Linked DNA regions of Danio rerio: region 2 is linked to region 1. The links are chromatin contacts, called in public Hi-C maps. All regions are on one chromosome and are shown on one strand. The core of a region is the stretch at or near the end of the contact, and the rest is flanking DNA. Distances in the headings are between cores, read along the strand shown.

Region 1 (4,232 bases), core at 451-2,950:
ATTTATTATGCAGATTGTTCATGAGTTTTACAGAGAAGTAAAGCATCAAATAAGCACATACAAGATCTCTTGTATGTGCTTATTTGATGCTTTACTTTTATTAAAAATTAACTAAAAAATAAACAACAAATAATATAAAATCACGTTAAGCAAATTCAAAAAAGAAAAGAACAGTTCAAATAGCTTTAAGATTTTTAGACGAAACAATAGTTTTAATGTACTATTAAAGTTTCTTTAAAAAAAAAACAATTTGAAAGAATTTATTCTTGTATATGGAATTTTCCTTACTTTTTTCATCAGGGGTATTAAAAAACAACAACAGGATATCCTTAAAAAAGATAACAAGAGTCCAATATTTTGTGATGAATAAACAAATAAAATTCAATTCAAAAGCATTGTGTATAAAGACCATTCCAAAAAATATGATCAGCAGTTTCACTGGGTATATTACAGAATAAGCAGCAGGATCTATATCTGACTTATATATATTTTTAAATGTCTTGTCTGGGTAAAATCTGTGTAACAGTTTAAATGAAATGTCTCTAATTTTGTTAGTTATTATATATTTTACAGATAAAGGCCAAACTTTTTTTCCATTGAATCTGGTCATATATGTCCATCAAAAAAAAAAAAAAAAAAAAAAAAAACTTTACACATGGGGTAGCTACAATTTCCTTTTGAAAGATAGACCTGATTTTGTAATTACGTGAGGAAAGTTGTGACAAAAACACATGCTTTTTCCACTGAAGTTTCCAAGGGGGCAGACGAAACACTGAATACGCCACCATAAAAAGCAGTATAACTCCTTTAAGAGTTGCATCCATTACAATGGAAAATTCTTTTAGCGTTACCAGGAAACCAAACTTGCACATTTTTTTTTTTTAAATTTAAGAAAAAACCTTCTGAATTAAATAACTGAGATACAGTCAAAATATTTTTTCTCAAACCAACCATTTAAAAATAAAGATTTGCTATAAAAAATGTTCTGATTGTTCCAGATAAAATGCTGATGAGGAGGAAATTGTCTTTGTAAATCAGTGACCATGCAAGTAAAGCTTGTTTATGAAAATTGGATAATTTATAAGAGATTCTAGCAATATTGTAGTTACAAATCAGTAGAAAAGAGAGACCTCTCAGGTTTTTAAAAAAAAGTAACTGGGGATAAAATTCCAAGTTGAGTAGGCTATTGTTTAAAGATGAAAAATCAAGAAAATGTAACCCTCCATATCATACTTACATGTTATTATTATTGTTATCAGTATTAGCAATAGTATTCATTGCTGTATGCAGTGGTGGGTAAGTTTCACTGAGATCATGCTTGCCATCTTGTGGCGAAATTGTGCAAAACTTGGACAGTTTTAGTTAAGGAGTGTCCTGTCTGACAGTCAGGACTAAATTGCTTCTGCACTGCCAAGTTAGTGAAGAAGTACTGAATTACACGTAAAGTCGCAGATTTGATAAGTGTACATACCGTATTTATAGGGTATTAGGCATTTACCACCAACAAGACTTTATTAAAATTAATTTCATATCTATTAAAAGATAATTCCAGATGATGTCACTGTGATGCTCTATATTAAAGCTAAAACATTTGCTACGTTACTCCTCGGTTTATTTACAACCAGTATTCCCTGAGGAACAGAATAGATAGTGTACAGTAAGAGGCGGTGCGTGCGGAGGAACGGCGTGCTGTAAACGCAGTGTCAGCGACTCTACGTGGCGATGATGGAACTCAGTGGAAGGCGGAATATGGAGAGCTCGAGGAGGAGCTGATTTATTTTATCCGGGCCACGACACGTCCACGGAATCCACGTGTAGCCGGTCAGAGCTGCACACACACGGGCTGCGCTGCTCTCATCCGCCGCGGTGGGGGATTCATCATGGATGGTCCGCTGACCGCCGTCAACAGTGAAGGTACAGTAGCATTTCGCATAGCTTTGCTGATCCTTACTTGTGGTTATTGAATCAGTATATTAACACGCCGCAATGTAAATACAAAGAACAGTTGCAAGCTTCATTGTCGCAATGTAAGGTGTTCGGTCAGCTGACTCTTCATATCCGAAAGAATCGTTTCATTCTTAAGTGATCGATTTCTGCTGTTTGTGCATCTCATCTGATTCACGAGTCGTTTCTTTGACCGTCTGAACTGTCTGTGCTGATACAGGTGTCCTAATGCGATCCAGAGGAGCAGCTAATATGATCTCGACACGGCTTGTGTTTGTGCTCATCCTCCCAGCACTGACCCTGTGTGCTCCACAAGTCCAGAGCCTCAGGTAACGTTACAGTAGGCCGCATTCACACTGTGCTGCCGCCGGTACTGTACTTACTGTGTGACTGTGTATAGTTAGTCTTTAACGTAACATATTTAGAAGAATATCTGACATATCTTATTACGAAGAGCAACAAGTTAGCTATTTCAGACATTTTTGAACAAATTTGCTTATTAACTAAGGTCAATTAATAGTAATATACTTGTTCAAGAAGCCAAAAACTAAACTGTTGTTTGGGATTTGACGTAATTGCCATATTTTTTTATATGTTGTTAAATTTGTAACACTTTACAATAAAGTTGTGTTAGTTAATGCATACAAACATGAATTATACTACATTTATTACGTTATTGTTTCATGTTAGTTAATGAAAATACAGTTGTTAGTTCATAACTCACAGTGCATTAACAAATGTAAACAAACGTAAATTTGGATTTTAATAATCGTTTAGTAAATGTTGAACTATGATTAATAAATGCTGTACAAGTGTTTTTCATTATTAGTTAATGTTAGTAAACACGTTAACTCACATTAGCTAATGAAACCTTATTGTAAAGTGTGACTGATAAATTCTTATTTATATCATTGATAGTGCTACATATTGGGAAATGTTGGCTATTCTTTGCAAGTTCCATTTTTAAAAATCTGTGAAAACACTACTTATGGCAGTAAACTATTGAATGTATTAAACACTACATGATCATTCATAGAACTGGTACATAGTTAACTTGTGCTTACATTATCATTGTGAATTATATTATAGTTCTGTTAATTTATCAAAGAACATGGCTGTTAATATTTTGATTAGGATAGATCAAGTTTCAATATCTTAAAGTTGTGTTTAACATGCCACTGTGTTTATATATGTGTGTGTCTGAGAGAGAAAAGAACTTTGCCTAGTTCTGAAAGTTGTTTTGTTCTGTTTTCTAGTGATGGCGTCCTTGCACCAGACCTTGCTAATCCTTTTGGGTCTAGTGAAGACAACCGCAGGTGATATTTCTTACATTTTCTTGAGCCTTGTTTTACTTTCTTTAAACCACCTGGTTAAATAAAGTATTGCCCCAAGTTTCAAAGTCCAACGTCCCATCAGAGATAATGCTGAGATTTCCACAGCTGACACTGATATGCTCAACAAGCAATAATAAAACCGTTTTGTTGAAACATGTTTTGCTAAAACCTTTGGATTTTGGAAGAAAAGTTATGCAGTTGTGCATGTTGATTGCAATGGTGAATTTTTTGCCATTAAATATATTAAAGTAGGAATGTACAGTATGGATCAAACTACTGTAAAGTGGATGTATCTTTGATTCTGTGTGACAGGCTTCTGCAAAGCTACATCAAGAGCAACCTGAAGGAAGGACAGACAAGTCCAGAGCTCAACACAAGGGAGCAAGGTTAATACTGTGTTGTAAACTCGCTTTCTCAATTAACTACCTTCATTTTCAGTCAAGATTGGTGTTTACATTTTTAATCTATTTTAACTCAATTCTATATTGTGAATGAATACATAATTCCAAATATATAAATATTGACATGAGTTTACATCATCGCCATAAATAAAATCTGTTTGTGTTTTTGTGTGTATAAACCGTATCAATTCTGAAATTATTCATAGCCCAGGGGTATGAAGAATTTTAGGCTTGACTGTATAAATAAATGAGCAATATCATACTCGTAGCAGTGCAATGTGGCTGTACATCGGCACTGGTGGGAGGCGTGTGTTGCCACCAGTGATGATATACAGCCACATCGCACTGCTACGAGTGTGATATTGTGTTTATACAACAGTTAGATGGCATAATTGTGTGTATAAAAAAGAAAATCAAACACAGAGAGTCTCAAAACCCTTTTGTAAGAGAAAGTACTTCCTGCTCAATGACAGGCTAATGGCCGCCAATGCACTCTCTCCCATTAATTATAAAAAAGGCCTCAAAGGTACATTATGTTGCCCAACAGCAGCAA
Region 2 (4,093 bases), core at 1,058-3,557, 140 kb before region 1:
GAATGAACCGCCAACTTATGCAGCATTTGTTTAACGCAGCGGGTGCCCTTCCAGCTGCAACCCATCACTGGGAACACCCATGCACTCTCATTCACACAAATACACTATGGACAATTTTAGCTTACCCAATTGACCTGTACCGCATGTCTTTGGACTTGTGGAGGAAACATGAGCACCTAAAGCGTTACCCACTATGCCACTGTGCTGCCAATATAAGGAGGGATATATATATATATATATATATATATATATATATATATATATATATATATATATATATATATAGCCTATATATATATATATATATATATATATATATATATGTGTGTGTGTGTGTGTGTGTGTGTGTGTGTGTGTGTGTGTGTGTGTGTGTGTGTGTGTGTGTGATTTGTATGACATTTTGGACCCACAACATGACAAGAGCGTTGTTTGCTGTCATACGTATCATATACGAACACATATTATTACAATGGCCATTTGTCTTCAATATAACAGTTAATATTTATAGTAATATGAGATATATCAGGAACTGGCCGGAAGTGGTCTCTTTCAAAATTCTTTTAAGAGGGCTACTGGAACTTCTAACATAGCCTACTTTCGTCCGTTTTGGTCAACTGTAAAAGACCCAAGAAAGTGCGTGATTTTGGACATAACCAGCGTGATATGCCACGATATACCCCAGGCCCAGTCCTTATAAAATTCAACTCAAAAATGTAAAAACAAATCAACACTGACAGACTGAATCCAACAATAACGTTAAGCTTAGATTCGGATAGTTTCATAGACTGTAAAATGGATGGTTTACGTTCAGTTCACGTACAGTTCTAAAATAAAAGATAAGTTAGGCCTACTTCACCTGGTCGAATTTGTAGCACGGATGCATTTTTCACAAAGCAAGATCCAGTTTTAATAGTTGCTGTATTTTGCAACGGAAGGGGAATATGTTAAAAACGTATATTGACCCCATCTAGCGTCGAATCATAGCCTAACGTAACTTTAAAATTTAATTTACCAAAATGCAAGTTCGAAGGTCAAGTGTGACGTAGAGGATTCGCTAAAATCACTTGACCACCAATTTGATACAAGCTCTGAACCAGCTCTGTAAATATTTGAAAGCATCATAATGCAGACAGAAAGCATTCAATAACTTGTTAAAGAAAAAAAAATGTTAGGAAAGATTAAAGGGTAAACTATTATTATTAGTAGTAGTAGTAGCTAGTAGTAGTGGTAGTATTAATATTAGTATTATTATTGAAAAAATCAGTAAATAATTTTATTAATAATTTTATTTTAATGAATTATAAAACATATGATAACACCTTAAATTAAGGTGTAAATAGTGTGTTATAGTTCACCAAAAAAAGAAAAAATTACTGGTTACATACACTTATTCTACTTCTGTTATAGGCTACACAAATTAAAACACACACAACTTTAGGTTTTAGCAATGCATTAGTAAATTATGAAAAATTAATAAGTGTGTTTAAAAATGTTTCCTTGTGACCAAAAATGTTTGACTTCAGTATTTCTAAAATATAAAATTATAACCAAATATAATCAGAATCATAATTATTAAACAGAAAATATCACAAATGTTTTTTTTTTCCTAAGCAAACAAGCAGGGGAGGAGAACAACCCCTTACCTGTCATTTTTTACATTAAAATTATAAGTTACATATTCATATAACATCACTCTAGCTCATGTTAGTTGATTCATTTAAATTACCTAAGAGTTTTCTTTTAATGGCCAAATTTTTCAAATGTAAATTTAGAGTAAACATGTTATATGTTGTATAGCATTAAAAAAATAAGTTAAGTATTATTTTCCAAATTGCCTCAAAGCAATGGTTCTTTCTTTCGGCCCTCAGGAGCCTAGTACATTTTTGTACATTCCTATAGCATTTCACAAAGTTTGTAATTTTGTATTGAAAGAAAGAAAGAAAGAAAGAAAGAAAGAAAGAAAGAAAGAAAGAAAGAAAGAAAGAAAGAAAGAAAGAAAGAAAGAAAGAAAAGTTATTATATATACATTCAGGTTTGCACGCCTGTGTGGTGGTGTCAAGGTGTACGTCAATATGCCGGACGCAGTTAGAAGGATGTAAGTGGATCTCTGCCACGATGATTCGTCCATTATGCCTTGTTTTCGCCTGATGAGCACACGATGGCGCCATACGGCCAAATACCAAGGTCGGCCCGGTCGGTCGTTGGTGGCCGCTGTTGTTGCTGTAGCCGAACGGGCTTTAGGACCGCGGGGCGTGTATGTATGTGTGTGATTGCCGTGAGCCTCCGGTCTGCTGGTGCAGCTCGTTGTTCGGAGTCTTTTCGCCGAGCATGTGGTGTGTCAGTGGCGTCACTACACTTGCCGCAGTCACTAACAAAACCGACTGAGACCGAGACAGCGCTTTCTGACGAGGGCAAGGAAGTGTGACACGCGAGCAGCAGGTCAATAGCGATGAAAAAAGAGGGAATCGAGGGTACTGAGAGGTTTCTGAGCCCCGGTAAAGGCCGGGGACTCAAAGCCATCAAGCATTTTAAAGTTGGTGATCTAGTGTTCGCCTGTCCGGCTTATGCATACGTGCTGACCGTGAACGAGAGAGGCGGACGCTGCGAATGCTGCTTTACCAGGTCAGCGCTCCTTATAAGTCCACGACTCACACTTTACGGGTTTGTGCACGAGACTAGATTCTCCTCTGCTGTCGGGTTGTTTACGGGTGTTTCACATAAGAATGCATGCGCGCATTCATTAGATGTCACAATATGTGTATGTTAACTTTTATATTGGTTAATAATTATGTTTTAGTTACGATAAGCAGGTCATTTGCATTCATAAGGGGCTGATCTATCTTAAAGATGGCTGGCACATGCTTTCTGTTTGGGCTGTGTTTAAATGCTGCTGGGTCACGCCGTGAAGAGTGACCCAATTTATGTACACACCCAGCAGTTTGTGCTGTGGATGAATGCTCAGTGAAGTGACATAGAGGTAAACTTGCTTTTATATTTGGACATTCGAACTTTTCCCTATATAATATAATTTCTTAAAAGTATTGTTTGCAAACTCTAAATAGCGAAATTATATTAGCAGCCAATGACCATCAAAGTACAACATTGTTCGCAGTCAAATAAACAGTGTTAATGTTGTTTTCAAGTCATGTTTGCAGGTTTTTTCAGACCGAATATACAAAGTGTCAAGGTAAACAATATAGGGAGTGTGTCACAAGTTGTCACTGAACGATTATGGGAATATAAAACCAACTTTACCTCTTTTACAGCTTTACCTTTTTAAGTCAGAAAAAAATGTGTGATCTGATCTAGACTTAGGAAATCCTACATCTCTAATAAAAGTATCTGTGATCTCTGTGCAAGTGAAACTGCATGAAACATTTAAATTATTGTTTGTAGTAAGATTGCTTTTGATCATAGACTAAGGCCCCGTTTACACTAGTGCGTATTAGTTTTAAAACGGCGTTTTAGAATGAAAACGATCCGCGTCCACACTCGCGTTTTACCCAGCGTTTCTGAACTGCTCTCCGTCCACACCAAAACGCTGAAAACGCACATCACGTGACCACACACACACACTTTGGCAATCGCTGGAGCCCATCTACCCAGATGAGAGCTCTGCTAGTCGGACTTCTCATCAAGCATCTCCCGCTGGATCTAATCTCACTATATTTATTAAACGTGATATTTCATTCATCTTGTTGTCTTTATCTAACGACATTCCTGACTTTGGTCATTGGAATCTATTACTTGTTCTCAGGTAACGTGTTTTGGCTGAGCGCAAAGATAAGTTAATGAATAATGTAAGCACGTAGCCTACATTCTGTATATTGACTGATCGCTTGCCTTTATTTCCTATAATGTATAAACTTATTGTATGTTATACTTTTATAATGGCCATTATCGATTATTAAAACTGATATTCAGCAAAAGAGAGGGTCAGTGGCGTAGCGGACGGGCCCGCAGGGCACGCACCGCGGGGGGGCCCCACGTGATTAGGGGGCCCCGCGTCGTCGTGATTTTCAATAATTAAAAATCCACCGGCGAACGCAATAATCAAACTCTTGGGAACAACTGTGGTCGGAACCAAAGTTCA

The links. Hi-C and Micro-C count contacts between places; a contact is called where the count stands out from the background.
Region 2: a Hi-C map of hematopoietic stem cells shows a contact between it and region 1, with 4 times the contacts expected there. The contact joins the promoter of smyd2a here to the promoter of cgref1 in region 1. A contact is called at or near these places in 6 of 18 Hi-C or Micro-C datasets (caudal fin, embryo, hematopoietic stem cells and 1 more) and 1 of 4 datasets of contacts at active chromatin or transcription factors (caudal fin).

The regions. Positions count from the first base shown.
Region 1 is chr17:34,338,586-34,342,817 of GRCz12tu, reverse strand. It overlaps cgref1 (cell growth regulator with EF-hand domain 1), which reads left to right and starts at 1,700. Exons shown (of 6, transcript XM_017351827.4): 1 at 1,700-1,914; 2 at 2,165-2,273; 3 at 3,201-3,260; 4 at 3,591-3,664. The coding sequence starts at 1,881.
Region 2 is chr17:34,482,573-34,486,665 of GRCz12tu, reverse strand. It overlaps smyd2a (SET and MYND domain containing 2a), which reads left to right and starts at 2,307. Exons shown (of 12, transcript NM_001013550.1): 1 at 2,307-2,622. The coding sequence starts at 2,450. It overlaps LOC137488119 (a long non-coding RNA gene), which reads right to left and starts at 972. Exons shown (of 3, transcript XR_012393500.1): 1 at 857-972.